Regions from separate parts of the Mus musculus genome. Here regions 1, 2, 3, 4, 6 and 7 are each linked to region 5. A link is a contact called in public ChIA-PET, Hi-C, Micro-C and promoter capture Hi-C data. All regions are on one chromosome and are shown on one strand. The core of a region is the stretch at or near the end of the contact, and the rest is flanking DNA. Distances in the headings are between cores, read along the strand shown. Region 1 overlaps Adcy3 (adenylate cyclase 3). Region 2 holds the start of Fam228b (family with sequence similarity 228, member B). Region 3 holds the start of Dnajc27 (DnaJ heat shock protein family (Hsp40) member C27). Region 4 holds the start of Adcy3 (adenylate cyclase 3). Region 5 holds the start of Ncoa1 (nuclear receptor coactivator 1). Region 6 holds the start of Atad2b (ATPase family, AAA domain containing 2B). Region 7 has its middle 17 kb from the start of Dnajc27.

Region 1 (3,138 bases), core at 143-2,642, 300 kb after region 5:
AATTCCCCACTCTCTGGTTCACCTAGCTGTAAAGCACTTAGCTTCTACCATCAAGGTCCTGATCTGGGCTACCATATCCCTCTGATCTCCCTGCTTCCTTGGCTATCTCTTCCCCATCAATAGCTACACTGTTTGAATTCCTGGGATGGCTAATCCTAGCTCTCCTCAGCACAAAGCCAAGGCTCTCTCCAGGACTGCAGGCTCCAGGTTGTGGCTCACAGGATCTCTGCCTCCCTCCCTCTCCTGTTCCACTGTCCTGTGTTCCTGCCGATGGACACACCCCATCCCCATCTCCTTCTGTTCCTAGCACTGTGTTCCATGTGTCCTGTGGATTCACCCCAGGTTCTTTCCCATGCTGCCACCCTCCCCATGGCTTGCTGCTCACCACCTGCAGGTCTCCACTCCACATTACCTCAAGAAAGCTTTCCCTGGCCCAAGATACTGATACCAACTTCCGTCTACCTGTGGTGCCTGGTAAGTTCCTTTCCCTGCTCTGTAGCTCATACGGATGTATTTTCTGCCAGCCACCCCCACAGAATCTATGCTCAGAACCATGTCCTCGTGGAAGGTGGCCCTGGATACTAGTGATCTGAATTAAAATGTATGCTTACTCTGTTTGTGTGTGTGTGTGTGTGTGTGTGTGTGTGTGTGTGTGTGTCTGTCTGTCTGTCTGTCTGTCTGTCTACCTGCCAGTATATGTATATGCATGCAGAAGCCTGCAGACAAGAAGGCATTAGATTCCCCGGAGTTACAGGCAGTTGTGGGTCCCCTGACTGGATGGATGGGTGTTAGGACCATGAACTCAGGTCATCTGCAATGACGGTAGATGCTCTTAACCACTGAGTCATCTCTCCAGGCTCTCATGGACTTCTTAACCATCCTATTCTCTATTACCACTTCACAGAGAAGCTGGGGCTCAGAGCACATAAGTAACTTCTCAGGGCCAAGCGACAAATGGTTCAACTAGAATGAGAATCTATGTCTCACTCTGAAACCCAGCATGGTGGCTCATTCACACCTGTGATGCCCAATCGGAAGGCTAAGGCAGGAGTGCTATGAGTTCAAGGCTAGCCTGGGCCACAGAGTAAGACTCGTCTCAAACAGGAAAAATTTACAGACACTTGGCAAGGTAGTAAAAAGCCCAGGTTGCCATAGAGGATGTAGACATTTCTAATTATTAATTATGCATTTAATAGACTACCTGGATTACTAGCCACAGCCAGACAGGAGATGCTCCCAGCTGTGGCCACAGACCACAGGATATGCTGAAGGATATGACGCCAGCAGTGGTGGTCAAGACTGGAAAGCTGCTGAGCCAGCAGAGGCTCAGAAGACAGACTTCAGGTAGACAGGGCTTGGGAGGCAGGGCTCAGTAGGAGGAGTGGCTTAAAAGTGCTGACGTCATCACTGCTGCCTGGAGGAGTCACAGCACAACAGAGCCCTCCTCACCAGGAGCCCCCTCGCCCCAGCTGCCTGAAGCAGGGATGTGCCTTGCTAGGTTCTGAAATACTGGCATGAAGAACACCCTGTAAAGTCCAAGTGGTGGAAACTAAAGCCACAGAGAAACCAGTATTCATCGTACAACACGTACAACAAGGGGAGGCGCCTTCTGGCTTTCCTCACATCAAGGGATTTCAAAGCTAAAACAAAAGCTAAGGATATTAACTGTATTCAAGAGTGTTTCTGGCCCGACATGGTGGCGCACACCTTTAATCCCAGCACTCGGGAGGCAGAGGCAGGCAGATCTCTGAGTTCGAGGCCAGCCTGGTCTACAGAGTGAGTTCCAGGACAGCCAGGGCTACTCAGAGAAACCCTGTCTCGAAAAACAACAACAAAAAATAACAAAACAAAAAAAGAGTGTTTCTGTTTAGAGGCTAAAATGAAAGTGTATTTCCAAATTAAAATGAAAGTGTATTTCCAAATTAATGCTCTGTGGCCCTATCAGGTGACCCACCCAATTTCAACACTGGAATTTCAACACTGGGGATACTGAGGTCCAGTGCCAAGAGGAAGAGGCCACACCCCTGTGGAGAGAGGAGGTGCGCTGCTCTCTGCCCACACCAACCATCTTTCCCCACTGAGCTGCTCCCCAAGGAAGCAGGCCCATCACCCTCACCTCACTGTTGCCAGGACAACTTTGGGGTTGGTACTAGAAACCTGATTCTCCCCTCCCCCATGGCCTCCAAGAGAACAAGGCTCAAGGTTAAGGGGACTCTGTGCCACGCCCTAACAGCCGAAGGACTTGGGGCACGCAGTAAAGGTCAGAGGACAAGGATATTCAGGCACTGAGCCTATGAAGCAGTGCATTCTCCTAGAGTTCTCGGCTCTCGGAGGGAGAGAAACCCAATCCTGTGGCAAACAGGTAAAGTCCTGGCTCAGAACAGCAGCAGACCTCACATGAAGGATCAAGACCCAGGCAGAGGCAGGCTGAGAGAAGCAGGTTACAGCAGTGTTCACCTGTGTGGGCGCCACAGAAGTAGTGTCTCCTAAGCCATGATTCCCAGGGCACACAGCTAGTGACAGTGGACAGCTCTCTTATAACCCTGTACAGCCAGCATCTCCACTGGAGCCTGGATGCAGCTTCCTAGGTGCTGGGGTGTGGGGGCTGAGAGGAGCCCTCCCCCCCTCGCCCCCCCCCCCCGCCTTCTGAAGGATAGGGTGTGCCCTGAGGAGGCTCCCCTGTCACTTCTCCATGCCCCTCATTCCTCCTTCTTTATTTTCCGTGCCTGCTAAGTGTTTCTGGGGGTGATTCAGGTACTTCATAATTCTAAAGTTTGTGCCTGGCAACAGGTGTGATGTTCTGAGTGCCTCTGCTGCCAGGTGCCAGTTGGGGTGCTTAGCAACTCTCAAGGTCCCAAACGAATCCCCAAAGTAGGTCACATGGGAGTCACAACAAGTAATGGAAGTTCTTCCCTCTGGGCCTCTGGCTCCGCACTAACATGCCCATGGAGCTGAGGGGAGACTAGAGAGAGACCCCAAGTCCACTCGGATATCTACTCCATTCAGCTACTGGACCACCCACGATGCCTGGCCTGACTCCCCTTTCATGCCAGAATCATGCTCAGAAAGACACATCAATAAGCCTTTGGAGTTGGCAGACACAGCTCTGCTCTGCAGGGAAGCAGGGGCCAGGGCCAG
Region 2 (2,869 bases), core at 199-2,698, 290 kb before region 5:
ATTTATCAACAAATATCAAATATCTAATGATATTTCTACCAACTGCCCTGCTTTTCAGAACTTCTGAAAATTCTTGATCTCTGCTGTGGCCTCATAACACTTTATTGCCAATCTGTAACACTGTGTGTGTGTGTGTGTGTGTGTAATCCATGAGTTGATATTAGTAATTAAGATAGCAGAATAAGAATCTGTGCTTACCCGTGAGGTTACCAAAGAAAGCAGGCATATGTATGAAATTGTTGCCACAGAAACTATCGTACTTTGTGAATTTATCATTACTCAATAAATTCTGACATTGTTGAAACATGTTCGGATGTTACATAGCTTACAACACATACATGAAGATAACATATAAAATCCAACACTCTATATGCTAACCTAAAAAATATTTTTAAGAAGCTTTCACCCTTACACTAAATCCTGGTGATGTCACACACAGGGTCTTTTCCTGGAGTTTGATGAGGGCTGCGCTGTCCACGTGTTTCGTCCCCAGCAGGGTATCTAACAGTAAGTTCTGCAAGTGACTCATGCTTCTTCGGCTCTGAACCAGAACCTGCAGCTGAAGACTCCACGAGGGACAATACAAGTGCTTCTTGTGTACGTTCCAGCTTATTATCAGTGTGTGTCCTCTAAAACGGTGGACGAGTGAAAATAGTGGTCCATCATCCAGGGTTCACCAGTACTCAGAGGGGAAGAAAAACTATTATAGAAAAATCAGAATTCACAGAATGGTTTATGAAGGTGAGTTTGAAAAAAAAATCAGAGCCTCAATATTTTTATCTATTTAATGATTTACCTGAGATTTAAAAACAAAGGTCTATGCCTATTATTTTGGGTACTCTAAGGGCAGGAAGGTCACAAGTTCAAGGCCAAAGAGACCCTGTCTTAGAAAAATAAAGATCTGCGAATAAGTCCTCCATTCAATTCTCAGCTCCGCAAAAATGAACAAACAAATAAATAAAAGTAAAATAAAGTAAAAACAAAAAAAAGCAACCAGTTATCCACAAAATCTCAAAACCACTCAAGGTGCACCACCGATTTAAAAAAGATACTCTTTTCATTCCTCCTCCTTGGCCAGCATCAACGCTGTAGACAAGACACCGGTCAACAAACCTGAGCTCTAAGACCACCTTGGAGGCTCTTTAGAGCTACATTTACTGCTCATGTGCTGCCATCTTGGACGGCCCTCAAAGGGTCAACCGCCACAAACACTCTTTTGCCGCAGGTTCCTAGTAAGGCGAACGACTCTCTCCCGCCGCTGCCTTCGGAGGACTAATTGATGGGAGGCCGGTAGCCTAACTGAATCCTGAGTCCTGGAGGCCGGGAACTAAACACAGAGTAGGGGCTACAAGAGGAGACGAGGCTCCGCTAGGGGCGGGCGTAGCACGGATCTGAAAAGCTGATTGGCTGCGATAGCTGCCTGTTAGCGCGAGACAGTTCCACTGCCTCCTTTTCGACTCGCCTCGCTCCCAGGCCAGAGGGCTGCACTGCTCCGTGCTGTTCGGCGAGGTGCGCGCGCGTTCTCGTCTTCCCGCTGGCCGAGGGGCGCGTAGGGGTGGCGCCGCGTCCCAGGAGACAGAGGTCCGAACGCCCGCGCGTTCCGAATCCAAGGTCTCGGGCTGAGGCCGCGGGCTCACTGTGGTGCGGAGAGCCGAAGGGCAGGCCCACCGCCAGAGGGGGCTGAAGGACCTGTGGAAGCCTGCGCGGCAGGACGGCCCGCGCACGCGGTCTGTGTCGGAGCCGGCGAATCGCGAATCGGGGGCCCGGTACTCCCGGGTGAGCGGGCCTGGTACCCTAGATTCATCATGGGCGCAGACCCACAAGTCTTCTTCTCCCTCACATGCAGGCCCCGGGGAGGGCTTTGGATCTCTTGGAGCTTGAAGGTCCCAAATTCCCTTCTTTCTCTAAGTTCATTTGTCAGTAGCTTGAAAGCGGCAACTCATCAGCATTCATGTCATATCAAACCTAGAAAACTGCTGGGAACTAGATTCCTAGCCAGGAGGGCTTCAAGAGAGCCCTGTTTCAAGCCAATTGGAAGGGACACATGGACGGGCAGTTTTCCAAGACTCGTTCCCTAAGTGCCCAAGGTCATGAGTGTTGATTATTAAACCGCGGAGAAAATTACTGTGAATTTTAATTACAAAATAAATGCTATTTTAGCTTTTCTAGGGACTGTGTTACTTGATGACCACAATGAAAAATAGGAGCCAAGATGATATGGTGACGGGCACACTCCCCAAGCTCAAGAGCTCCAAAGAATGGTTGGAACCACAGTCGCTTTCTTTTATGGAGGTACAGTTGTATGACTGTTGAGGTCCTTGCTTAGAGATGTGCCTTGTGCATAAGTTTTATTTTTCTTTCTATTTTACTCTATTGGATAGAACCTATCTATCCCCATTAACTCTACTAACTTTGTTACTTACTTACTTTGCTCTTTAAGAGCTTAAAGTAGAATCATATACCATTGATTATAAATTTTAACAATATAACAAAGCTGATAAAAACCTACTTAAAGCCGGGCGTGGTGGCACACGCCTTTAATCCCAGCACTCGGGAGGCAGAGGCAGGTGGATTTCTGAGTTCAAGGCCAGCCTGGTCTAGAGAGTGAGTTCCAGGACAGCCAGGGTTACACAGGGAAACCCTGTCTCGAAAAACCAACCAACCAACCAAAAACCCCTATTTAAACCTGGATATGTTGTATTTTTCTTCCTAAAGAGTTTTATTAAGGTATAATTGGTGTAAAATAAATACACTTGAAATGCATAACGATAAATTTTAACGTGTGTATGTTCCTGAAGCCAGTTTTACACATCAAGATAACAAATACATTGACTGCTCCCAGTTTTCTCATCAAGTTCTTTTGGAGTAC
Region 3 (2,955 bases), core at 321-2,820, 390 kb after region 5:
TTATTTCTAATATTTTCCCCTCCAATTTGATTGTGATTGTGTGTGTGTGTGTGTGTGTGTGTGTGTGTGTATGGGGTATCATTCCCCAGTGGTTATCCACGTTCCTTTTGGAGACAAGGTCTCCGTGGGACCTGAGGCTTGCTGATCAGGCTCCTTGGTCGGGGGTCCGGGGACCCAGCAGTCTGTGCTTGCCTACCACTGGGATTAGCAGTTTTCTGCAGGACTCCTGGGAACAGAACTGCTATTCACACTCACACTGCACCAACTCACAATATTCCCAACTCTCCTGCCTTTGTAAAACAGAGCTGGAAAATAGTCAATAGTCAATAAATGTTAATCTTCAGCAACTGTTTTGTTAACACATACATGAAGGTCCATATGTAGAACGGGAGCACGCTAAATTGTATAACAGCAATAAACACTTCCTGAGCATCTTCTAGCACAGAGCACTGGCTTACATAGTAGTATGCAAACGCTCCCATTAGAGGTCTTCTGCGTTTGGTTTAGTGAAGACTCCACTTCGGATGCCTTCCCTGTCTGTCGACCTTGGGAATTCTTAACCAACAGTTTCCCAACGTTAAGGGAAGAAAACGAGTAACTGGCATCTAAATTCATTTAGGAAAGGCCTCCCTTCCCAGATGAGAGGAAGTTTAGTAGCTAATAAGCAGCAAATGATACAGAAATGATACACTCAGAAAGATGGTATTTTTTTAAAAAAAAAGACTCCTCCGAGAAAAATGGACGTGACAATACAAAAAATTAAAAACACAAGATCTAGGGCTGTCAGTGCATGTCCCCTGAAACACACTAGGTTGTTGTGCTCTGGTGGTGGGAACATAGACTCCAGGCTGTTCAGGGCTACATTTTTTAGAATCTAACACCTCCCTGGCATCTCTTTAAACAGCAAGGCTGGCAACCACTCTCCCCAACCCGCAGGACCTCGTCCCCTCTCAGGGGAAAAACAGATTTGGTATGTAAACTGATCATTCGACATCGGAATCTAATTACTACCTTCAAATTACAATCAAAGATCAGAGGCCACCCTGACACCTTTTAGGGACAGTGACGTCAGTAAAGAGCCAGCAGCCCAAAGGTCAAAAAGGTCAAGATAGTTTTCCTCTGGAGGCCGCAAGCCCCAGTGAGCTCAGGATGCTAAACTAAGCAGAGAGGAGGCGGAGCTTCAAGCTTTTGAGTGGCGGCTCTCCTAGCCAATGGGAATGTCGCTCTCACAGCACGCGGAGGTCCTGCCCTCGCAGCACGCGGTACTCACTTTCCCCACTTCGGCGTTGCCCATGGAGATGACTTTGATGCGGAGGGACTTGGCGGGCTCCTTCCTCTTCGGCACGTTGGTCTCCATCGCCCTCGCTCTGCCGGGGCCGCGGGTTGTGGTGTCCTTACGCACCCAGCCAGCCTGGAGTCCCTCAGGCCTCCTCGCCCAATGACGGAGCCGCTGTGCTCGTCACCACCCTGGCTCCGCGGCTCGCCATCCCCACCGCTGCCTGGCCGCGGACGGACGAGGGCGGTTGGGAAGCGGCGAGCCGCGGAGGGCGAGCGGAGTCTCGCGATGACTGCGCGCCGTGACGTCATTGCGGGGCCCGGGAGGACTGGGTCTTGGGGTCCTGTTGGGCCAGTGCGGCCCGGTTGCAGGCGATTGGGGTTTCTTTGCCTGGCATCAAGATTGGTCTGTACATGGTGGCAGAAATAGAGCGGCTGTCACGGGGAGTTTTTGACATTTAGTGTAAGGCCCAGTCATGCCAAAGGCTTTTTTTTTCCTGGAATCTTCACCGATGGGTGCCTCTGCTGCCATCCTCCTCTCCGTCAGTACAGTGACTGCAGACTACAGTTTCTGCAGAGGACTGAGCCCAGGATCACAGTGGATTCTGCGGATGTCCCAGTCACCTAAAGATGGTATCCGAGCAAACGCACGCTTTAATTCTGGCACTCAGGAGGCAGAGGCAGGCGGATCTCTATGAGTTCAAGGCCAGGTGGAGCTATATTGTGCAATCCTGTTTCAAAATAAATATATAAAAACCTTTATGTATAAATTGTACATGTGTAGAAAGCTTTATGTAACTTATGCACATCCTCAGCCTACTTGTGTCATCTCACATTATCTGCCCCACTGTCTTAGGGTTACTGTTGCTGTGAAGAAACACCATAACCAAGGCAACTTGGGGAGAAAAGGGTTTAACTTGGCTTACACATCAAAAAAAATTTGGACAGGAGAGATAGGAAAGGAAGCTGGGGGCAGGAGCTGATGCAGAGGCTGTGGAGGAGTGCTGCCTAGTGGCTTGCTCCTCATGGCTCCGTTCAGCCTGCTTTCTTACAGAAGTGAGTTTCTTGGCTTCTACCCAAAACCCAAGAAAGCCAGCATAACTACTCAATACAAAGTAAATGCTATTACAATGTAAATATCATTCTTATGTAAATAGTTGTTAGTCTATATTGTTGTCCTTTAGGGAATAATCACACACAAAAAAGTATCTGTTTAGTACATAATCACCCCTCCCCTGATTATTCTTAATGGACGGTTGCTTCAATCTGCAGACAGCCTGCAAAGGCTTCATCGAAGAAGGTAGCATCAGATGAGAATTGGGAGTCTGACCCTGGTTCTGGAAAAGGACCTTGAACAAGACTCTTTCCTGGTTGAAAACCAGAGTTGCCTTTTGGAGCAGAGGCAGTGTGTGTGTGTGTGTGTGTGTGTGTGTTAATTTTCCCTCTCTGGCATCAGTCTAATGGCCCCCATCCTCAGGAGGAAGACTGGCTGGATAGTTCTTAAGGTTTGTCCAGCTCTGTGATGGTGTGGGATTCTCACAGCTGCCAACATCCAGGCTTAACCCAGAATCTTGTTCCCTTTCCCCTTACCTGACAAGATAAGGTAGATAAGGTAGAATCATAAATTTTACGATAACTTCTTATGGAAAGCAACTGTTAGAATGAAAGTCAGTCTGACAG
Region 4 (3,184 bases), core at 472-2,971, 340 kb after region 5:
CTGATGGCTGTTCCTGGCCACTTCCCTGCTCTCTGGTCACATACGGAAAACTGGAAAGTGTGTCGTAAGATACAGAACGCATTGACTCACGTCTCTGGGGAGCCTTTTAAAGGATGACCAGATAATTCAGACCAGAATCACAGCCCATCTCTCGCAGCACTTGGTGGGAACGCAAATCAGCAAAGCTGAATCTCAACTGTCCACGCCTTCAGTGGAACTAGCCTGCTAGGCCGCAACACCACACTCCACACCACAGCGGCTATGACAACCGTCCCGGTTGTGTCCCCACTTCTGCCTTCTATGGGAGACCACCCTCCCTTACATCACCTATCTGCTGGTGATGCTCTGAGCTCTAAGGAAGAAGCAGGGTATCTAATAACCACGCCTTCCCTCCTTAAGCTCTTCACATAACCTAACAGGCTTTCATCTCTGTTCCCTTGGATCTTGATAACAGCCACTTCTGCATCCAGGGCAGACAGGATCCCCATTTGACTGAGAGCACTGAACCCCCACAAGTCAAACACCATCTGGAGTTAAGCAGAGTTTGCCACAAGCCGTCTCTTGACCTGGGTCATAGACTGGCTGAGCAAGACTTCCTCCACACCAAGATCCAAGGTGCTGTCACCAACTCCAACCAGGCACAGTTGGCTGAGTGGCCCCGAGGCCCAGTGTTCTTTCTCTAGGAAAAACACCATATGACATCGGGGTGCACACTCCCAGGGGCTGAGAGGTAGTCCTCTGAACTGACAACTGGGACCCCAAGGCCGCTCAGGACGTGTTCAACTCCTGGCATTGAAAGCAATCCCACCTGAGTGACACTTGGCTGGAAGAGAAGGAATACAATAGACAGATAGGGAGGAGGGTGGGACTCACCTCCCTCAGCAGCTGCATCCCTTCCAGCTCATCCTGCTGCTGCTGGGCCACAGTGACCCCCAACACAAGCGTGTGCACAACACAGGAGACCACAGAGATGATCACGATGGGGCTGAGGCTGAGGGGCAGCGTTATGAAGAAGGAGAAGACAAAGAAAGCCTGCCAACCCACAGTGTCACTGGCTGCGTGGGCCCGTGAAAAGTTCAGGCCCAGGTAGGAGAAGATCTGGGCCGAGATGAGCAGCCACAGCAGGTAGGGTACCACTTTGCGGCTCACTCGGTCCGGGAGCAGCCCCTTTTTACAGAGCACGAAAAGGATGATGTCCAACACCAGACCGAAGCCTGCCACCATGAGGGGCGCCAGCTTGTCGCTGGAGAAGACCACCGCGCACATCACTACCACGTAGCAGTCAAAGAGGGCCGCAAAGACCACCAGCACCAGCAGGGTCTCATGGCGCTGCCTTTTGAAGTAGGTCTGGTAGAGGTTCTCCAAGGACTCAGGCACGAAGGTCAGCCGCATAAAGCGAGGCAGGCACAGGCAGGACCCCGAGTTCCGCACAGAAATTTCATGGGTCCGGCCGACCCCGCGGTCGGGGTCAGAGGGCAGGCTGACCGAGTATTCAGCTGAGTACTCTGCCGAGTACTCGGGATCCGAGAAGCCCTGGTTCCTCGGCATGTTGGCTGCTGGCTGTTTCTAATGAGGAAGGGAGACCTGCAGGTCAAGCCACTTCACCAGGGCTTCGTAAGACCCGGGGAAGGCGGGGAGGTTCCTCTTGGTTATGAATGAAGGGCGTCCAACTGGAGCTGGAATGCTTAGTGGGTTCCCAGGACACAGGTGGCACCGAACATCTGCAACTTAAAAGGACATGGCTAAGGACATGGCGCCTCTTTCCTTGACCCAACCTACCCCTCATACAGATCCATGCTACACAAGCCTCCAACACCACAGCCTCCCAAGCACGCCCACACACTCAGTCCAGTCCACACCAGACACCCGGTTTCCTGCGTCGGGCTTCTGGAGGGGCCTAGCCATCTCTCCATTCCTTGTATGCCCGGCTCTATCCCTGACTTCCTCACCTAAATTCCCTTCAGGCCCACTGGCTCCAAGCTGAAAAGAAAACGTGCCTGGAAGGAGCCGGAGCGGTCCTGGGGATTCCCTCATCTCCCTTCTGTTTACTTCCTTTCCCCCACCCACCCCTGGGAGAATCCAGCCCCTTCCCAACCTCGGGCTCTGCAGCCTCGTGGAAGTCCATCCAGCCCTGGGTCGTAGCTTGGCGCTGACCTGTGCGGGAACTCGGGAGCCGCGCGCTCCAAACCGGGGCTGCGGAGCCAAGCCAAGTGGGCTTCAGCGAGCCGCAGGCTGCTTCCCGCAGTGCCGCCGCGCCAGCTCGTCCACCCGGAGCCTGTGCGCGGGTCCCCTCGCGGTCAGGCCCCGGGTCAGGCTGGGAGAGGCGCGAGGCTGCGGCTCAGCATCGGTGGGCGCAGAGGACGGCGGCGGCGCGCGCTGCGGATGGCGGGCCCAGGCCGGGGCAGCTTGCCAGCATCCTCTCCCCGCACGCAGGGCGAGCCAGCCGAGTCCGTGCGCTGCGCTCTGCACACTGATTCACACGCGCCGCAGGCCCCAGGAGGCGGGCGGCCCCTCCCCGCCTTGTCGCCGCCTCCTGGGCGCCGGGTGGAGGGGCCCCCTCGCTGTCCCCGGTGTCTCCCTCTTGCCAGCGCCCGGCGACGACTGCGTGGAAACGCCGAATTGGTGGCAGATAGAAAGGAACGAGGCGAATCTGCGCCTTGCCCCCAAACAGGCCGTGTTACGGAAGATCAAAGCCCGGGACGTATCTTCCCTGAAGGTGAGGCGTGCTGGGGCACCCCGGCCGCCCTTCTTCTACCCTGGCTTCCTTCCGGGGACAGGAGAGGCCTCGGGCTGAGGTTTGGGGGCAGCTCCCTGAGTGGGCGCGCCCCATCTCAGTGTCTCCGCCCACCCTGGCAGCCCAGACGTCAAGCGTGGGGCTTGATCTCTCTTCGAGGGAATAAGCAGCCGAAACTGGTGACAAAAGAGGACTGAAGTAGCTTGATTGGTGCCTGGCACGTGGACCTGAAAGAGGCCTTGCTTCACGAAGATCTCCAGTGCACATCCAACCAATTGGGATGTATTTGAGTTCTTCCTTAAAGAAGCAAATGCTCCTTTTGGACCTGTCCATCTCCTAAGCCGTAGCATCAATTATTTTCCTTGAATTTGACAGAACACCTTGTTAGGAGTGAAAGTCGTTTTAGAAGAAAATGTGCTCAAGGGACTGAGGACAGCCCTCAGCATTAAG
Region 5 (2,937 bases), core at 346-2,845:
AAACATCCAGTTAGAAAAACCAAGATAAAGTTGATGTGCCCACCACAGTTACACATCAGCAGTTCCTGAAGTCTAGTAGAGACAGGAGGACTGCCTATACTTGGCTCATTTGTAAGCACCAGAGGGCCGGACAATGCACTTTGCACAGGGTAGATGGTATTAGACCAGGAAACAGACTCCACAGGAGTAAACTAAGTAGAGATAGAGACCTTCAAGCACTTCAGCTATTAATAAGGCTGTGGATTGTGCAGGTGGTACTGTAAAGAAGGTGAGGACAGGAGCTAATCAAATGCACTAGGGTACTGACTTTGATAAGAATCAACGGAATGAACACAGGGATGGAAGGATGACTGCATAAAGGAAGGCTGAGTATGGTCTGCTGGCTGCTTTATAACTATGACCAAGACAGGAAGATGAAGGCAGCACAGGGCACTCAGCAGTAGTAGGGTGAAGGTACCTGCTTTGTGAAAGAAGTCACAGGCTGTCTCAGAGAGGGCCAGCGAGATGTCAGGTTTGACTTAGGGAAGGGACATGGAGGACTTAAGGATTTTCACAGGCTGCTTTGGGGCATCCAATGCAGGATGGGAAACAGCAGAAAACAGCATCACAAGTCAGCTAAATGAGGACAAGAACTCAGGGAAACAAAGATGACCGCACAGCACTTCCACGGCCAGAGAGAACAGTGAGTGGTACATTGCAGGTCTTGGGATAAGAGCTGCTTTCCAGATAAAGTGATCAAGGCTCAAGGAGCTGTCCTGTGGCTGCTTGATTCCTCCGGTGACAAGGAACACTACTTTTGAAAGTAGCATTTCCATTATAGAAGAAAAAAAAGGAGGTTAAAAAAAAAAAAGATGTGGGTCCCCCCTAGAGGGAAAAGATCTGTGAATGACAGACATTTTAGTCAATTCATGCAATTGTAGAGCCAGACACTGTCAGTCAGATCTTTTCATCTGCAAAAAGAAAGGGGGCAGATGATCTTTCTTTTCCGTTGTCTAATAGTCTGTGAAATCATCTAGGCAAACCACCTCTCAAATCTTACAGAACACAACACCAACAACAAAAACGAGGCCCGAGGGATGTCTCTTACTCAAAGTAAAACAACTCGCGAGTGGAAACAGGCCCAGGTCAGATTCCTCTGGGATCCCCAGGGCCTTCAGGTTGCTCCCCAACTTTCCCTAAACTATAAAGAACATCTAGAGGCCATAGGTCCCACAGCCCGCTCAGGGACGCTAAGGGACACTCTGGGGTTCGAGGCTTCCTGGCAGCAGAGAGAACTGCCCCGTGGGGAGGGTCCGTGCGGAAAGAGTTCGGGCCTCCTTTCTCACACTTCCTTAAGACTTCGGGCCCCGGCGTGCCTGCGGCCGGCAGAGGGCGCGGGGCGGCTTCACGCTGCGCGGGGCTGGAGGGGTCGCGCTGCCCGGGGCGCGCCGTCGGAGCCAGAGGGCAGCGGGGCTCTGGGCCTGTCCGCGGAGGGGGCAGGGGTGAGGGCGGAGCCGCGAGTGGGTGGGGCGGGGCTCGAGGGCGGGGCGCTGCGGGCGGGGCACGGGGGCGGGGCCGCGAGCGGGGGGGCGGCGGCGGCGGTGGCAGCGGCGGCAGCGGCGGCGGCGGCGGCGGCGGCAGCCGTGGAGGAGGAGAACATGGCGGCCGCGGAGAGCGGCTGAAATGCCTGTTCTTCAGGCCGGGCGAGCGGGAGACTGACGCGATTCACCTCGTCCTGTCGTCCGTCGGTCGGAGCGCGGCCTCAAGCCCTTCGGCTGCAGTTCGCTGCTGTTCCCTCAAGCACAGCTTGTGCCGGGGTGGTTCTGCATCCCCCTGAAGTGGGGGGACTCCTGCTCCGGAGGAGGGGGGCCGGAGAGCCGAGGCGGCGGCGGCGGCGGCGGGCCGCCTGGGCCCCGGGGACGGGCGCCGGGCCGGAGGAGCGGCGGAGTCCGCGGCGGCGCCGCCACAGTCGCGAGTGAGCGCGGCGCCGGGGAGCGCGGCCCAGAGGCGGCGGCGGCGGAGGCAGGTGAGTGGCGGCGGCGGTGGCGGCGGTGGCGGCGGTGGCGGCGGGAGCCTCGCGGTGGGTGCAGCTGTCACGAGCCGCGCGGCCGCGGCGGCCCTAGGGGGCGGGGAGCAGCCGGCGCCCTCCGTCCTGGCTTTGCTTGCTCTGGGACCCATCTCCCGCTGCCACTTTTCTCGAGTTCCCTCGCTAGCCTGGCGCGGCTGCAGGGGGCGGAGGTCGCAGCTGTCACGGCACCAGCTGGGGGCTGCTCGGGGCGAGCGGCGCGCTGCAGAGCGCCGTCCCTGCGGCGCACTCCAGTTGCCCTAGTTAGTGGAGTGCGAGCATCCGCGGAGGGCGCGCGGCCCGGGGCCGGGTGGGGAGCGGGCGCCCGGAGCCGCCGCCGAAAGGGGGAGCCGGAAGTAGGCGCGGGCGCCCCTCGGCCCCGACGAGCAAGCACGGTGACCTTGGCCAGCCTGTCAGCCTCTCTGAATCTTGTTCACTGGGACAGCGAAATGGGGGCGACCTAGGCATGCCTTTCTGTGGGTGCAGCTTTCGACGGCCCCTTTGCCTAGCCTGGCTGCACTTGCCTTTCTCCCTTTGGGACCAGGATTTCGGAGGTAGGAATGGGCGGATAAAGGAGATTTTCCTCTTGCGGCTGGAATTTGGTCCCTTTGGAAGGTTCTGCTGAAAGGACCTAGAAAGACAAGCAGCACACGTTGGTCCAACGATTGTAGGTAGGGCTGGTTAATGGTCAGTGATGGAACTTGAGCTCTCCATAGTCGCTTGGAAGAGACTCGGAGAAACTGGACACCGGGGTCCTCGGTCCTTACCACACCTCTGCGGTGGCTCGTTTAATTTTATTTGTATATACATTAAAACAAAACAAAACAAAACAAAAAGCAGTCACTCCCATGGGCCAGACACCCTGTAGTGTGACGTTGTTAGAGGAAGACGGA
Region 6 (2,890 bases), core at 75-2,574, 440 kb before region 5:
ACTAAAGCAACTCTTGCTTCTGCAATTGTACGGACCACAACAACGCTAGTTTGACTTTTGAAAAACATTTCCTTAACAGAAATGTAGAAACCATGTCACGATGGCCATTCGACACGTTTCTTTCTACATACTCCCTTTGTAACTTGAAAGTCCTCTGCTCTCTACAAGAACCTTGGTTAGCTGGCTGGCTCGCCCTACAGCTTACAGCACCGTGTCTGATCTGCCTTGCCTACAGAGGCGTTAAGCGTTGGTTTTGTTTTTAAAGTTGGTGTCAGTGCAGCTACAAACTTTTTTCAGCATCCCTGCCTGCCTGCCTGCCAACTGGAGCTCTGTTCACTTCCTTACCAACTTGAACCACCCCCAAACTAAGTAAACTCAGACAGCGGCAAGAGCTGACACACTTTCAAGAGGGGTTTGACACCGCAGAAAACTTTCACTTCTCTCTTCTCCCCTTCCAAGCCAGGCACTGCAGCCTTAAATTCTTGCTTCCTCTAGAATTCCCTTCTAAAGCCGGGCAAGGACACGGATGGCAGAGCATTCTAATGTCCCCGAAAGGAACCCCAAGAGCCATCTCCCGTGGACTCGAGTGCTGTTCTTTACACAAAAGAACCGGGCCGGCTCAGCTAAGGTGCTGGAGTCGCGGCCCTTCGGCGGCTGCCACCCTCCACCGCACCCGCAAGACGGTCTCCGGCCAGACAAAGCCCGGGCGGCCGGGCCAGCACTTTCAAGCCTCGGCCGTGGGCCGCCGCTCTTACCCGGGCCTCGTCCAGGGCGCCGCCGCTTCCCCCGGCCTTGGCCGCCGGGCAGCTGGCCGCGCGCGTCTTAGAGGAGCGGGTCCGAGAGGAGATGAAATGGCTGCTGCCGCCGGTCGCCCCCGGCTCCGCTCCGGCTCCGGCCCCGGGCCCAGGCCCGGGCCCAGGAGACTTGGACCCGAGAAGGCGCAGAGAGCTCTTCCGGGTGTTCACCATGGTCCAGCCAGGGGGACCGGGTCCACGCCGCGCCCGCCGCTCCCGGGAGAGGCGAGGAAGGCCGGCCCGCCGGCGGGCAGGGGCCAGCGGAGCCTCGCCGGGCCGGCTCGCGTTGCCTCTCCGGGACGCAGGCCCGACAGGCTAGAGCGGAGCAGAAGCCGGCGGCGGCGCGAGGAGGCAGGGAGCGGGAGGCGGAAGCGAGGCTGCAGGCCGGCCGCGCAGACCCTGCGCCCGCTCAGCGGTCCTCAGCGGGAGCCGAGCGGAGCCGCCATGTCTGCCCCTTTCTCTCTCGTTCTCTCTCTATCGAGCTCCGTGCGTCAGGTCTCTGGCGCCGCAGGGCCGACAAGGCCGCTTCTGGACGCGGCCGCTGCGGGGCGCTGCAAGGACGCGCAGCCCTTCCTTCTGCACAGGCCCCGCCTCGACGTGACGTCAGCATCGGCGGGAGGCCTGCGGGGAGGCGCTCTGGGCTGTGAACCCCACAGTGGCCAGCTTTTGCTGCCCTGTCTAGACTGGGGGATGGGCAGAGCCGGCCAGGGCGCAGGATGGGTTTCCGCGTGGAACGTAGTCCGGACCCTTCAACGCCTGGCCAAGACCGAGGACCCCAGATTCCAGACCCCTGCGGTGGCCTGGAGGACGCCAGGAACGGCCGACCAAGCGCGGAGTAGAAGGAATGGAGAGGACGGTGCGGTGCGGAGGGGTTCCAGTTGCCTAGGTACTTTGGGCAAGACCCCTAATGAACTTGGGCTGCACATTGCATGACTGTCCAAATGATAATGGCAATGAATGAAAGAAGTCCCTGCGGTAATCCACGCAAGTTAAACTAAGAAAAAACAACTCTAGGAACTCTGCATCCTTTTTTAAACTCACTATGGAGACCAGGCTAGCCTTGAACTCTGCATTCATCCCAAGCGCCAGGATTAAAGATTTGAACCACTGAACTCAAGTGTTGTTCCCTTTGACTTTAGCCAAGTCTACCGGAGGGATTTTGCAGCATCTTTTATCTCCATCCTACCGGTGTGCAGAATTAAGACAAAACACTTCCAAAGGAAAAAAAGTCAAAGTACTATGTAATTATTAAATTAATGTAATATGGAAAGGTCTGGAATTATAGAGGGAAGAATAAATGTTCATTTCAAAGCATCACAGTTTATCTAAGATAGAGAGCCTAGTCTTTATTTGGGCAGAAATTCCCCTGATTATTACACTAAAAAAGTGAAGAGTGAATAAAGACTAAATAGCTTCATAGTTATAACATTTAGCCATGTAAGACCCCAAACAAAAAATTAATAAGCTTTGTTCAGTCCTCACTATATAGAATGTACAGAGTAGTTGTGTGTATTTATATATATATATATATAAATAAGTAAATAAGTTCAAAGCCAACTTGGTCTACATAGTGAGTTTCAGGACAGGCAGAGCTACATAATGAGACCCTCTGATTCTCAAGAAAGCTCACCAACAAATGGACAAGAGATCAGTAAAGTACAACTGGTGGTAAGAAGCACGAGCCCCTACTTCAAGCAAGGACCTAAGGAACTCCTTTAGAGATACATTCTGAACTACAAAATGAGGGGAAATACATCAAAGAAAGAAAGAAAGAAAGAAAGAAAGAAAGAAAGAAAGAAAGAAAGAAAGAAAGGAAGGAAGAAAGGAAGGAAGAAAGAAAGAAAAGAAAAGAAGGAAGAAAGAAAGAAAGAAAGAAAGAAAGAAGGAAGGAGGGAAGAAAGAAAGAAAGAAAGAAAGAAAGAAAGAAAAGAAGGAAGAAAGAAGGAAGGAAGAAAGAAAGAAAGAAGGAAGAAAGAAAGAAAGAAAGAAAGAGGAAGCAGGCATGGAGAGCATAGGGCACAGCTGTCTGTACTAGAGAAAAAAAATAAGTCAATAAAATACTTTTTAAACTTTATTTAAAACTATATACAAATAAG
Region 7 (2,920 bases), core at 288-2,787, 410 kb after region 5:
ATACCATGTTACCAATTATAGGACCTGTATAATTACAACAACCTTTATAGTCATGGTGAACACTTCCTTTCAAAGGAATATCAAATGGACTGCTGGGCTGATGTAGAGCAGAGGCTTGGTAAAGACGGTCTGTAGAGAGGCAAAGCACGCACACTCTGGTTCCCTCACTCTCCTCATCTTCCTCACCAGGCTTCATTCTCCTCCTCTGCTCCTCTCCCTCCCTCCCACTCTTTCTTCCCTTTGCTGCCTGAGCCTCCACAGTTTGAGTCACAGGCTGCCTCCAGTCTTGAAGGCGTGATCATTAGTCAGGGATGTGGGCTCAGCCTTCCTCTGGCTGTCTGGAGACATCTGGGGAGCTCACAGGGAAAGAACTCAAGCAGCTGGCATAACCTGTGTGCTTCGGAGTTGCGGAGCCTGAGGGCGGTGACAGCAGCAGTGACCAAGCCAGAATCAGCACTGGTTGCTGATGCAGAGGCTGATGCAGAGGCTGATGTAGATGCTGCTGCTGCTGCTGCTGGCCATACAGGGAGGGAGGAGCAGCAGCCATCCAGAGACCCAGAATGTGCCTGTAGTAAGCAAGGGGTTGAGTGGAACAGCTGCTAGGCTAATGACATCCTCAGGGACCAGGGACAGGCAGGAGATAAAGGGCAAGTTCAGCGCCTGCAGCACCCATACCAGCCTTCATTCCCCTCCTCTCTGTCGTCTCAGTTCTCTGAGTCCCCGCCACCCCTGGTTAAGCTCTCTGGCTCTACTTAACACTGGAAGTGAGGTCCTGCCCTGGCATCCCCTTTGCTCACATTGTATCAAAGTGGGGCTCAGAGGAGGCGGTCAGGATTGCTCTGAATCCTGCCTTGTGGCACAAAGGCGATAAGGAGGCTCTCCTTTCTCCTGGGCTTCACATTCATCATTTGTCATTCCAGGTCGCCTTGGGGCAGGTTTTTGAAACTTAGGTCGGTCCCCTTCAGCATCTTCTTCAACTAACAGTCGACGCCGGAACTGGGAGTAAAGGGAACATAGGCCTGGGTTTGGGGCTTAGTTGATAAAGTGTTTATCTAGTACACAAGAAGCCCTGGGTTGGACCCTGCCTGAGCTGGGCGTGGTGCCTGCAGTTCCAGCACTGAGGAAGTAGAGGGTACAAAGCCATGCTTAGTTGTATGGCAGGTTTGAGGCTAGGCAGGGTTGAGGCTAGTCCGTGTGGGCTATGAGAATCCTTATCTTTTTGTTATTGTTGGTGGGTTTTGGTATTTGTTGTTGTTGTTGTTTGTTTGTTTGTTTTTTGTTTTCTTTTGTTTTCTTTGGTTTGGTTTCTTGAGACAGGGTTGTTCTATGTAGCCTTGGCTGCCCTAGAACTTGAGCTGTAGACCAGGCTCTCCTTGATCTCACAGAGACAGATCTGTCTGCCTCTGCCTTCAGAGTGCTGGGATTAAAGGTGTGAACCACTATCCCCAATGAGATACTATCTTTAAAAAAAAAAGTGTGGTGGTTGTTATGGTGATGGTTGTCATGGTCCTTGTGGTGGTGGTGTCTGCAAGACCTGGAAGGGTGTGGCTTCCTACTGTTGCAGGGTAGAGCTATGACTCCAGGCTACAGGGTGGACTCCAGAAAGAGTCTGAGGAAATAAATTCTCCTTATTTCCTTCCATATGTCTGCATCATTCGGAGGCAGAGTTTCGCCTCTTCCCTAGGGATGAAAACCTGTGGCAATTGTTTGAAAAATGGAGGTCCAAGCTTTGAGGACCTAGAGGAGGAAGGTGGGTGTGACCATCTCCTCACCCCAACACAGAGACCTAAAAGCTCTTACAACCTTCATCTTTGTATCTCTGAAGCAGACATTTGAGGAGACTAGCGGTTTGTCACGGTGTTCCTCACCTTTCTGTGCCTGGACGCCATCTTTTTGCACTGGTTTCCTTGTCAGGTTTACTTCTGCCCAGGGAATTCTGTGCTCCACACACTCCATTTGAGGCAACAACCACATCCCCAGACCTTGAGAGCATGTGCCTTCTTTGTCCTTCCATACTTCCCAACTTTGGTTCTCATGGGACGGTTTCTCTCAACGAATAGTTAGGAGAAAAGCATCTAATTAAACTAATTCAAATTACAGTCATGAAACCCACTCTCTTTAAAGAGCTTGGCTATTTCCCCTCCTAAAAAATTTCCCATGTAGGATGCTCAGCTGGGCTAGCAGGACAGAATCATGTTCTCCCCACTTTCCTCTCTGACAGGGTCTTCATTTAGTCAGATTTACTCTGAAATGTACTTGTAGCTCATAGTCCAGGCTTTTCCTTAACTATTAAAATATCTTCCTACCTCTGCCTCCAAAGTGCTGGGTGATGCTAAAGGCATGCATCATCACAGCCCACCAAAAATATTTAATGGACCGCTGGAACAGAAACAGGTGACAATCCTGGCTCTTCGCCATTCCCAGCATGCCGCCTAAGGCTGTTTTGCTCATCTGGAAGAGACACAGGAGTCATGAAGATGAGCATGGGGCCCCGAATATACTCTCTCCTCTGTCTGAGGCATGCAAGGGACAGCTCAGATAAATGTACTGTCTTCCTGGCTGGCACCAGAGTTCTCGGTAGAGGTGGGGCGTGCTGGAGATGAACTTGGGGTTCTAGAGATGATGTTGGTGCAAGCCTCTGCATGGTTCTCAAGGAGCAAGAAAGAAGCCAGGTAAAGATGTGACGATAGACATTCTTAGCCCTAGAACTAGGGAGGCTGGAGCAGGGAGATCTCTAGATGGAGACCAGCCTGAGATATAAGGCAAAACTATCTCAAAAGCTTAAAATTTTTTATTACATGTATGTATGTATGTATGTATGTATGTATGTATGTATGTACCTATGTATGTGGATACATGTGAGTGCACAAGCAGGCTATAGTGGGATGTAGACAACTTGGAAGAGCCAGTTCAGTTTTTT

The links. Promoter capture Hi-C pulls out the DNA fragments that hold promoters and counts their contacts. Hi-C and Micro-C count contacts between places; a contact is called where the count stands out from the background. ChIA-PET counts read pairs in DNA pulled down with a chosen protein or histone mark.
Region 1: a Hi-C map of embryonic stem cells shows a contact between it and region 5, with 3 times the contacts expected there. The contact joins the enhancer-like site here to the promoter of Ncoa1 in region 5. A contact is called at or near these places in 4 of 39 promoter capture datasets (embryonic stem cells, hippocampal neurons, maxillary cranial neural crest and 1 more), 2 of 484 Hi-C or Micro-C datasets (the N1E-115 cell line and embryonic stem cells) and 2 of 115 datasets of contacts at active chromatin or transcription factors (both in embryonic stem cells).
Region 2: a contact with region 5 is called in a Micro-C map of embryonic stem cells, with 5 times the contacts expected there. The contact joins the promoter of Fam228b here to the promoter of Ncoa1 in region 5. A contact is called at or near these places in 5 of 39 promoter capture datasets (fetal liver, frontonasal cranial neural crest, hippocampal neurons and 2 more), 1 of 484 Hi-C or Micro-C datasets (embryonic stem cells), 2 of 115 datasets of contacts at active chromatin or transcription factors (astrocytes and embryonic stem cells) and 1 of 9 other capture datasets (adipose tissue).
Region 3: a promoter capture Hi-C map of pre-B cells shows a contact between it and region 5, with 3 times the contacts expected there. The contact joins the promoter of Dnajc27 here to the promoter of Ncoa1 in region 5. A contact is called at or near these places in 16 of 39 promoter capture datasets (the 3T3-L1 cell line, 3T3-L1-derived adipocytes, the HPC-7 cell line and 10 more), 5 of 484 Hi-C or Micro-C datasets (CD4 T cells, the HPC-7 cell line, embryonic stem cells and 1 more), 1 of 115 datasets of contacts at active chromatin or transcription factors (memory CD8 T cells) and 2 of 9 other capture datasets (adipose tissue and liver).
Region 4: a contact with region 5 is called in a Micro-C map of embryonic stem cells, with 3 times the contacts expected there. The contact joins the promoter of Adcy3 here to the promoter of Ncoa1 in region 5. A contact is called at or near these places in 12 of 39 promoter capture datasets (the 3T3-L1 cell line, 3T3-L1-derived adipocytes, the C10 cell line and 9 more), 7 of 484 Hi-C or Micro-C datasets (CD4 T cells, CD8 T cells, the HL-1 cell line and 1 more), 7 of 115 datasets of contacts at active chromatin or transcription factors (T-cell acute lymphoblastic leukemia, embryonic stem cells, memory CD8 T cells and 2 more) and 1 of 9 other capture datasets (liver).
Region 6: an RNA polymerase II ChIA-PET map of memory CD8 T cells shows a contact between it and region 5, with 21 read pairs. The contact joins the promoter of Atad2b here to the promoter of Ncoa1 in region 5. A contact is called at or near these places in 3 of 39 promoter capture datasets (liver and pre-B cells), 4 of 484 Hi-C or Micro-C datasets (CD4 T cells, the HL-1 cell line and embryonic stem cells) and 1 of 115 datasets of contacts at active chromatin or transcription factors (memory CD8 T cells).
Region 7: a contact with region 5 is called in an RNA polymerase II ChIA-PET map of memory CD8 T cells, with 5 read pairs. The contact joins the enhancer-like site here to the promoter of Ncoa1 in region 5. A contact is called at or near these places in 7 of 39 promoter capture datasets (the 3T3-L1 cell line, the HPC-7 cell line, HPC-7-derived erythroid cells and 4 more) and 1 of 115 datasets of contacts at active chromatin or transcription factors (memory CD8 T cells).

What each region holds. Positions count from the first base shown.
Region 1 is chr12:4,178,920-4,182,057 of GRCm38.p6, reverse strand. The region is part of intron 2 of Adcy3 (adenylate cyclase 3); the gene reads right to left. Among named protein-coding and RNA genes, the nearest start is that of Adcy3, 46 kb to the right of the region's middle. Within about 2 kb of position 1,392, at least 28 of the 459 cell types and tissues checked have an H3K27ac peak or open chromatin away from gene starts, as enhancers often do. A contact at or near this core is called in embryonic stem cells and stem cell-derived epiblast-like cells, where this site is marked.
Region 2 is chr12:4,767,813-4,770,681 of GRCm38.p6, reverse strand. It overlaps Fam228b (family with sequence similarity 228, member B), which reads left to right and starts at 1,448. Exons shown (of 7, transcript NM_175431.5): 1 at 1,448-1,776; 2 at 2,161-2,292. The coding sequence starts at 2,185. Pfn4 (profilin family, member 4) reads right to left here and starts at 1,387. Exons shown (of 4, transcript NM_028376.4): 1 at 413-1,387. The coding sequence starts at 529.
Region 3 is chr12:4,081,189-4,084,143 of GRCm38.p6, reverse strand. It overlaps Dnajc27 (DnaJ heat shock protein family (Hsp40) member C27), which reads right to left and starts at 1,570. Exons shown (of 7, transcript NM_153082.4): 1 at 1,271-1,570. The coding sequence starts at 1,357.
Region 4 is chr12:4,132,690-4,135,873 of GRCm38.p6, reverse strand. Adcy3 (adenylate cyclase 3) reads right to left here and starts at 1,721. Exons shown (of 21, transcript NM_138305.3): 1 at 874-1,721. The coding sequence starts at 1,548.
Region 5 is chr12:4,475,840-4,478,776 of GRCm38.p6, reverse strand. It overlaps Ncoa1 (nuclear receptor coactivator 1), which reads left to right and starts at 1,595. Exons shown (of 23, transcript NM_010881.2): 1 at 1,595-2,005.
Region 6 is chr12:4,915,787-4,918,676 of GRCm38.p6, reverse strand. Atad2b (ATPase family, AAA domain containing 2B) reads right to left here and starts at 1,324. Exons shown (of 28, transcript NM_001362349.1): 1 at 756-1,324. The coding sequence starts at 968.
Region 7 is chr12:4,064,273-4,067,192 of GRCm38.p6, reverse strand. No RefSeq gene overlaps it. Among named protein-coding and RNA genes, the nearest start is that of Dnajc27, 17 kb to the left of the region's middle. Within about 2 kb of position 1,537, at least 39 of the 459 cell types and tissues checked have an H3K27ac peak or open chromatin away from gene starts, as enhancers often do. A contact at or near this core is called in memory CD8 T cells, where this site is marked.